Linked DNA regions of Sus scrofa: region 2 is linked to region 1. The links are chromatin contacts, called in public Hi-C maps. All regions are on one chromosome and are shown on one strand. Each heading gives the region's core, a stretch centred on a gene start, on an enhancer-like site or on the middle of the called end of the contact. The rest is flanking DNA. Distances are from core to core; before and after follow the strand shown. Region 1 overlaps JAZF1 (JAZF zinc finger 1). Region 2 has its middle 33 kb from the start of HIBADH.

What was found. Hi-C and Micro-C count contacts between places; a contact is called where the count stands out from the background.
Region 2: a contact with region 1 is called in a Hi-C map of fetal heart ventricle, with 3 times the contacts expected there. The contact joins two enhancer-like sites. A contact is called at or near these places in 10 of 47 Hi-C or Micro-C datasets (alveolar macrophages, embryonic fibroblasts, epiblast stem cells and 7 more) and 1 of 2 datasets of contacts at active chromatin or transcription factors (skeletal muscle).

Annotation. Positions count from the first base shown.
Region 1 is chr18:44,656,605-44,661,385 of Sscrofa11.1, reverse strand. All of the region lies in intron 1 of JAZF1 (JAZF zinc finger 1), which reads right to left. Among named protein-coding and RNA genes, the nearest start is that of JAZF1, 170 kb to the right of the region's middle. Within about 2 kb of position 2,710, at least 14 of the 83 cell types and tissues checked have an H3K27ac peak or open chromatin away from gene starts, as enhancers often do.
Region 2 is chr18:44,949,636-44,954,416 of Sscrofa11.1, reverse strand. No RefSeq gene overlaps it. Among named protein-coding and RNA genes, the nearest start is that of HIBADH, 33 kb to the left of the region's middle. Within about 2 kb of position 2,461, at least 36 of the 83 cell types and tissues checked have an H3K27ac peak or open chromatin away from gene starts, as enhancers often do.

The sequences.
Region 1 (4,781 bases), core at 1,461-3,960:
GCATCTCATGCTTGGTCCCTGGAAAATGCTGATTCACTCACGGGTTTCTACACAAACATCAGCCTCTACTTTCTCAAATGAAAGGCAGAAGGGAGGTGTCATAATGAGAACACTGTTTGGTTTGCTGGATGTTTACATCATCTTTGTCCCTTATAAACATTGAGCCTTTTAAGCATGAGGGTGAGAGGACAGTTTAAGTTTTTCTAACACCTTGGTAATCGACGCCCAGGGAAATATTTTCCAGTGGAAAACAACACAGAGATCCAGAGCCAGATCAAACTACACTTACTGCTTTTTTTTTTTTTTTTCTTTTTACAGCCATAGCCGCAGCATACAGAAGCTGCAGCTGCTGGCCTATGCCACAGCCACAGCGGTGCGGGATCTGAGCCACATCTGGGACCTACGAAGAGGCTTGTGGCAATGCCAGATCCTTAACCCTCTGAGCGAGGCCAGGGATCAAACCGATATCCTCACGGACACTATGTCGGGTCCTTAACCTGCCAAGCAACAACGGGCACTCGCACATACTCTTAAGATATTTCAATCCCAAGAGCGCTGTTTCTCATATAAAATGATAAACAACTCCCCACCAGCCTGTTCCCCACAGCCCTTCTCTTCAATGCCCTGTTATAATATTCATATCCTCAGATTTATGTCGACTGTATATTTACTAGACGGGCCTCCCCATTACATTATAAGGGGCTTAAGGGACCAGAAGAGATGGGTCACAGAAGGCAGCATACAGTAATTGACAGTCAAGTTTATTTCTTACACCAAAAAAGTTTTCCATGTTTTCCTTTAATTTTAAATGCTAACAACCATATTCTAGCCTCCACATGCTCATAAAGCTGTTTAACAGTCCAGAAAAAAAAATTTTGATTTAAATAATGTTCACCCTCCACATCTTAATAGTCTGGACACTGAAGCATTTTTCATTCAGAGTAATGATCTCCAGGAATAAAAATATAATTATAACTGAACTACTTGGTCAGCTAAATCACAACCAGAAATGCACAGGTATGTATTTCATTCCCTGTGTCAAAAAATCTTCATTCTGGACCATCAACATAGCACTAAATTTTGATCTGTCATTGAAAACAGGTCGCTTCTATTTCTGGCTTACAGCATGGTAACAGGGCACAGCAATTGACAAAGACAGCCAATATTTCATATTAAATCTCCCCATCTGACCTTCTGAATCAAAAGCGCAGCGACTCATGAATAAGGAATTATTTATTATATAAACATCTCCTTTACGTCTTAAAAAAAATCTCTTACATCATGGAAAGAAAGATCAAAATTCTTGGGAAGGAATTTGTTGCTGATAGGACGGCACTGAAGACCTGGCAAGGGTGTGGGTGAGACCCTGAGCGGCTTCCTCTTAGGGAGGAGTGCCTGGGAGTTCACGGGGTCCAAGCAGGTGGTAAGACAAAGCCTGAGGAGGCGTTTCCAAGGAAGGAGAACAGATCAAAGGGCACACTGTCTGCTCCGGGTGTGGCCCCTGATGGTCCCTTGCCATCCGCTGCCATTGAGAGTTAAGGGGCAGACGGAGCAAGAATTACATGCATCGTAGGAGAAAGCAACTCTCCCGAGATTGTCCTCACAACTTGTTTTGAGATCACATGTGGATCCACATTTAAACCACGTTTTCACCTTCCTTTAGAGAAAACCTGGAGAAAAGCTTTGCAGCTACGTCTCCTCCTTTATTACTCCAAACTCCAGCCTGGGGACAGCGACCCCCCGCCATCTGCTCCCAATGCAACCTCTAGTCATGCCACTGTCACACGTACCACATGGTTCTGAAATGTCCCAACGAGGACCTTCTCACCCACCAGGCCCGTGCTTCTCACTGGGGAGCTTTTTGGTTAATACCTGGGAACGGCCCCAACGAGTCTGATGTAACTGACAGAAGATTAAAGACCCACTAAGTGAAGGCACCTAGATTTTTGTATGTGTGGCCTTTTTAGGACTGCACCCACAGCATATGCAGATTCCCAGACTAGGGTTCGAATCGGAGCTGTAGCTGCTGGTCTACGCCACAGCCACCGCCACGCTGGCCACCCACAGAGCAAGGCCAGGGATCGAACCTGCGTCCTCATGGATACTAGCTGGGTTCATTAACTGCTGAGCCATAAGGGGCACTCCCTGCACCTAGATTTTTAAAAGCCCCTCAGGTGATTCTAATATGCAGCCAGGGCTGAGAACCACTGATCGCAGCTCCCCCAGGACACGCAGTGTGGCTGGTCTACCCCTGACTCCACCCCCCCCCCCCATCCAGCCCTGCCCTGGTACCCAGCACAGGGTCTGCTCACTAAATATTATTTGGTTGAATAAAATATGCTATCTAATGATCTGAGAAGAAAGTGGGGGTAAAGAGGGGAGAGGCATTCAGCATGGGTTATACACTAACCGTGCTTTTCAAACCGGTTGTGTGTCAGAATCAAGGGGAGGGCCTGTTACAACTCACACTGCCGGCCTCGCCCCGAGAATGCGCAATTCTAACAGGTTCCCGGCGGATGCAAAGGCCTCCAGAACCAATGTGCTAAAAATGACCAAAGCTGCCTAGTAATCTTAGCTTAAGTGACACAGAATAACACCTGACAGCCGGGGCTGCAGGCACCTCTGATTCTGCGGCCGAGGCATAGGGAAACATCACAGGCAGGGCTTGCCGGCCGCAGACCAGGGCCAAGGACACCGCCCCTCCGGACTCCCAACTCCATCGGGAATCTTTAATGTTCACGGCTTAAGTATCTGAATCATCCATCACGTGCTCACGCCCATTCAGAATTAAGGCGTGGCCAGCAGGAACAACAGGCGGCGTCAATGTGTAAGTAAAAATTACGGAACTCTTTCCTAGAAACAGGCCCAAGATCAAGTTTTCCCAGAGCGCCAGTGGCCGACTTAAGCCAGAAAACCAACCCACGGCTGCTTGTTAAATCAACTCAAGCACTAGATTCTACAGCTGTAAAAATACAGGGGTTTAAAATCCAAGCTTCTAATAGCCACCCAAATAGGTGCTGGACTAGAGTCACTTAGGAAAAAGGCAGGCTTTCTTCAGCTGCTCCCAGTTAGGAGATTTCTTTCTTAAGAGACAAAGGTAAGAAATGGGAAATAGGCCCAGGGCCTCAGCTTTTCCCATGAGTGTCCCGGTTACTGGTTCCCAGAAACGGGAAGGAGGAATTCTGGTCGGCCCTTCCCTCCAATCACACGAACCCCTGAAGAGCAGCACAAATGGCAACATGACCGACACCTGGGCAGGGCCATTCTCGCCATATCTAGTTATCAGTTCTCTGGATTCCAGCCAGCGGTGATAAATCTGGGTGTCAGAAAATGGAATATTTGGGGGTTGTGAAATGCTGAATCGGAGAGGAGTTTCTGGAGCAGAAATAAACAGGAAATTGTGGCTTCTGAGAAAGACCGCTGTTCTCAGGAAGGGGAGGGAGCATGGGGACGGAGGGGGTCCCCCACACAAAGCCTTACACCGACAGACCACCATTGTGACATGATGGCTCCACGAAATGACATCATGGCCAAAGGTACTGTGGCATCCTGGACGGGATCCCCAAACAGAAGGACACAGATAAAAACTAAGGCGATCTGAATAAAGTATGAACTTTAGTTAATTATCAGTTTAGTTCGTCATTATGACAAATACACTATATTAATGTTAAGATGTTAATAAGAGGCAAAACTGGGTGTGGGAATCTGTAACTCTGTACTATCTATAATTTTCCTGTAAATCTTAGACTATTCTAAGATGAATGGTTGTTTAGAAATATTAGGGCACTAAATGCCCTGAGACATTTGTGAAAGCAAGGTGGCGGGTACGCTGATGGGTACCTTTCCTTTTCCTTTTTTTTCTTTTTCTTGCTTTTTAGGGCCACACCCTTGGCACATGGAGGTTCCTAGGCTAGGGGTCAAATCAGAGCTGCAGCTGCCAGCCTACACCACAGTCACTGCAACGTGGGATCCAAGCTGCGTCTGTGACCTACACCACAGCTCACAGCAACGCCGGATCCTTAACCCACTGAGTGAGGCTAGGGATCAAACCTGAGTCCTAATGGGTCACTAGTCAGGTTCGTTAACCACTGAGCCACAAGAGGAACGCCTGTCACACTGTTTTCTGTATGCTTACAGTACTTTTGAAACATTTCATAATTTAAAGTGTAATTTGAAACTATGAAGACTACACACCTCCCCACTTCCCAGCCCTGAAGGAGGACTGGTGTGTGTTTCCGTAAGGCTGCTGTGCTGTAAGCAGGCCTGGGACACTTCCTCATCCCACAGTTGCCACGGATCCTCGGTGTCTGAGCCTCCTTGGACCCTGAGCTCTGTCACCATGGAGGGGACACCCTCCCCCACCTCAGGATCACCCCTGGGGGAAAACTGTGAAGGAGCCGCCTGGATCCTGGTCTCTGCCCTCACACCCACGGCCACAGCAGCCTTCCACCTGGCATCTCACCCACCTCCTCTCGGGGCCTTGAACCCAGCCACGCCCTTCCCGTGTTGGCCACCAACAGCCTCAGCATGAGACTCTTCCAGAGAGCAGAGACGTTCTAACGACGACAGAGGGCCGTCTCCAAGCCTCCAGGACGGAGCTGAAAGGCGGGATTTCAAGGCGCGGGAACAGACCGCGGGGCCCCCGGGCCTTCAGAGTCTCGGCTGCAGACGGGACCGCATGTGGGCGGAGCTAAAGCCCATCCTCGGGGCTCCAGGGGCCTCTCTAACCCAGCCGTGATGCCAGGGCCAGCCCGCAGCTCTCGCGGTCCTCGACATTAATT
Region 2 (4,781 bases), core at 1,212-3,711, 290 kb before region 1:
GGAGAAGTACAAAAGGACCAACTCTTTCAGGCTGAATCAATGCTTCGAAGGAACCTTTTCAGAAGGTTCCACCTGCCTCCATCTCACCAACCAGGACTTAGTCACAAAGGCTCTGTTTGACTCTCAGGTCAGCTGGAAAGATAGTCTTTTTGCTGGACGCATTGCCACCCTAAATATACAGAATGAGATCAGGCTGTTCCTAAAAAATAAAGGTTAATTGACATGAATAGGCATCTAACTGACCCTGCCATGCTAATTTAAAGATAATTTATTTAGTCAAATCTTATTTTTTATCTATGTGGGTTGTTTTCCACTATTAACAACATCATTTACAGGAGTTCCCCCCGTCGTGCCACAGTGGAAACAAATCTGACTAGGAACCATGAGGTTTGCGGGTTCGATCCCTGGCCTGCTCACTTCAGTGGGTTAAGGATCCGGCGTTGCTGTGAGCTGTGGTGTAGGTCACAGAGCTGGCTCGGTTCTGGTGTTGCTGTGGCTCTGGAGTAGGCCGGCAGCTGCAGCTCCGATTTGACCCCTAGCCTGGGAACTTCCATATTTCATTGATACAGCCCTAAAAAGACAAAACAAACAAACAAACAAATAAAGTGGCTTTCATGATTCTCTGATTCTGTACAGTGTTGCTAATTTACCTGTGATGAGATGACAAAAAGCAAAATGGTTTAAGCAGCTTCTGAAGGTTGCTAGTTTTGTGATGATCGCTCAATTAATCTACCTAAATCAATCTACTATCACTATCTGAAAACATTGTTTCTTCTTGTATTAATTTTATCTGTTTCTAATATTGAATATCAGCATGTCTTCTATAATCTGAAGTCACTATGTCATCTTGAATTAATATTTTCTACCTGATGCTTGCCAGAATACAAAACCTAAGTGAGAACCAGCTCTTGTTCATTTTCTCATTAGCATTTGCAAAGTATGCACTCAAGCTGTTCTTTAGTTGGTGAAAACCAGTTCTCTGTTTAGTGCTAGTAACTAAAGACTAAAATAACTTGAATAGTCTTAGCTCATTTGTCACATCCTTGCCAAGCTTATCAAATTATTTCCATATGAAATGAAAAAAAGATTTTACTAGCCTCCAAAACACTTTTATTTGTAGTAAATAACTGTGGAAGAATTTACTTATTCTATTTTTTTTTTTAGCCAAATCTTAAATGACAAGAACTTGTAACTTATTAAATAGAAAAATATCTGCTTGTTCAGGTTCTAAGGTGAAGTTTTTCTGAATGAATTTGGATACAATTCGATTTCAGAAATGGAACCATTAAAATCTGAGTATTATGAACAAACCGTTATTTACAGAAAATAGTGCTTAGTTCTACACACTAACATTTTGTCCTTCCCACATAAATATCTCGGTACATGCACCATCTGAGTGTATAAAATTAAACTACCTGAAAAAAAAAATTAAACTACCTGAACACCTTTAAAAAATTAGAGTAAAATGTAAAAATGTCTATAAAAAGAAATTCATTAGAGATTTCAAAATATCCGTAAGTGCTAAATAAGGTTTCCAGAAATCAGTGATTATGCTGAAACGTGTCACAAGGGGAAACTGTTAACAAGTGTTACTTTGCCAATGGTAGGAAGATTGCCAACCTTTAATTGGCTTTAAAGTTGGTGTTCTATCAATGGTGTATTGTAAAAAGCAATAATGCCCACATTTAGGATTCAAGCCTGAAGTGGGAACTCTAGATTCAGCTAAATGTAGCACTCTGCCCTAGTCCTTTTAATTAAAAATATTCAAATGCTTGCCTTTTAAATTTGATTAGGATGTTTATTATCATGTTTTTATGAACCGCAGCAACAAAAGATGTTTGTCTACAATTTACAATATACAATGACCCGTCAATCCCCCTCTGGCTTTGCTATGCATTAACCGCTTTATTTTAATGGAAATACGGAGAATAGCTCTTTTGAGGCTGCTGGGAAGATGGCATTCTTCCTTGGCTTCTGTAGGGGAACGTGTCCTCATTAATACATGCAAATGAAAGATCGTAATATCTTTGATAACAGAGCAAACCATGCTCTGTCCATTGGCTTCTGGATTTGCTCACTGAGTTCCTAAATACCTACTCTGATCTTAATCCTCCTGCGCTGCAGGAGCACTCATGAATAAAAATATGAACAAACAAATACGGAGTAAACTTCCTGGCAAATCGTTCCAAGAGGAAATCCCATCAGAAAGATCAGTTTCAACCTGCCTGAGGCTTCAGAGTGGGGAAATAATCCAGCAAGGATTTCATGGGCAACATTCATTATGTCGTATTCAGTACTCTGTCGATTACCCTGGCTGTTTTCTCCTGCTGGCTTGAGCGGCTTTGTGGATTAGGGAGCAAGACAAGTGTTCTGACTTCTGCAGGCTGCCACGTCATCAGACTGCCTTTCTATACCAGCCGTGCGGTTTCCCCTCTCCTCTTGCTCCCGCTGCCTGTGACACTGCACAGGCTGTGTTTCAGCTCATTGGCCACTGGAAACTGGCAAGGCCCATGCAGTGACCATAGCTACCAAGCCCCTGTGGCAGACACTGTTGGCTGCCTTCCCAAGGTCAGACCTCCTCTGCTCTGTCTTCCTTGCTGGCAGCACAGTCTCCCACAGCAGAGGCAGAAAATGCCAAGCACTTGCATTCTCAGCTTCTCTCGTGCCCTCAATTCTGGCCTGTGACATAAAGGGAAGTCTGCTGGGAATTTCTGGGAAAGAAGAAAAGAAAAAAAAAGGGTCTCCCCACCTCCCACCCCCAGCCTTTTTGTTTTCTTTTTCTTTTTTTTTTTTTTTTTTTTTTGTCTTTTTGCTATTTCTTTGGGCCGCTCCCGCGGCATATGGAGGTTCCCAGGCTAGAGGTCGAATCGGAGCTGTAGCCACCGGCCTACACCAGAGCCACAGCCACACAGGATCCGAGCCGCGTCTGCAACCTACACCACAGCTCACGGCAACGCCGGATCGTTAACCCACTGAGCAAGGGCAGGGACCGAACCCACAACCTCATGGTTCCTAGTCGGATTCGTTAACCACTGCGCCACGACGGGAACTCCCAGCCTTTTTGTTTTCAATGTGAAGGGTGGTGCTTGGAGCCCAGGAGAGCATCTTGTGAGAATGAGGGTAAAGATCCAGAAATTGTGGAAGATAGAAATTACCATGACATTGTAAAGCAACTATAGTTTTAATAAAACTTTAAAAAATGAGAAGGAAGAAGTTCCTGCTGTAGCGAAACGGGATCAGTGGTGTCTCGGTGATCCCCCAGGATGTCGGTTCAATCCCCAGCCCAGCACAGTGGGTTAAAGGATCCAGCGTTGCCCCAGCTGCAGCGTAGGTTGCAACCGCAGCTTGAGTCTGATCTCTGGCCCAGGACCTCCATATGGTAGCCAGAAAAAGAATAAAAGAAAATAAAATTAAAATAAAATAACCTACAAGGATATATTGTCCAGTACAGGGAATATAGGCAATATTTTATGCTTATAAATGGAGTCTAATTTTTAAAAATTGTGAATCAGGGGTTCCCATGGTGGCTTAATGGTTAACGAATCCGACTAGAAACCATGAGGTTGCGGGTTCCATCCCTGCCCTTGCCCAGTGAGTTAAGGATCTGGCATTGCCATGAGCTGTGGTGCAGGTCACAGACGTGGCTCAGATCTGGAGTTGCTGTGGCTCTGGCGCAGGCCGGCAGCTGTAGCTCTGATTCAACCACCAGCCTGGGAACTTCCATATGCCGCACCTGCTGCCCTAAAAAAGAAGAAACAAAAACCAAAAACCAAAACCCTGGTTTTGGGTTTATCTCAAGACCATGAGCAAAAGGAATCCTTTGCATCTGTTCTCAGCTAGAAAAATTGGCAAAAGGCCTACTGTTTCTCACAAGCATTACAGTTATTTGTTTAGGCAGAAGAATAAAATGTGGAAAGGATATTAAATGTGTTTGGGGATTGACTTCAGAGTCATGTGCTTGTATCCTAGGCCATCAGTGAATTAATTTGGAGCTTAAATATAAAATCTTAACTAAATCACCTTGCCTTAGAGTCTCTCCTTATTTTTCATATGGAGAATAACTATTGACAGTACCTGAATCTCTTCAGTGAGCTTGGAAAATTTGAGTTAACCCCAAGCAATCTATAATTTTATATCAGTTAGGCTTAGGCTCAACTGTGGGTAACAGAGACTCAAGTATAGAGGCTTAAACTTATTCATTGTTTATAACCTCTTAAAATAAGGTACAAAGTAAAGTGCAAAGTGTACATACTTACAGCTAGAAGATGAGTAAGTTCCAGAAATTTAATAAACAGCATAGTGATTATAGTCAACTATATTATATACTTCAAAATTCCTAAGAGCCTAGGCCTTTTTTTGCTTTTGTTTTTGTTTTTGTTTTTTTTGCTTCTTAGGGCTGCACCCATGGCATATGGAGTTTCCCAGATTAGCTGTCGAATCAGAGCTGTAGCTGCCAGCCTACGCCATAGCCACAGCAATGCCAGATCTGAGCTGCATCTGTGACCTACACCACAGCTCACAGCAACACCGGATCCTTAACCCACTGAGCGAGGCCAGGAATCGAACTCGAAACCTCCAGGAATCGAACTCGAAACCTCATGGTTCCTAGTTGGATTGTTTCTGCTTTGCCTCTTATATCAGGTTCTTAACCCGCTGAGCCACAGCAGGAACTCCTATATCTCAAATTTTAAGCTAACAATTTAGGGCTGATGTAATGACCCCACAAAGTCATTAGGAACCCATGTACTGCCATCTGCTGAAAAGTCATTTTAAAAGAGGAG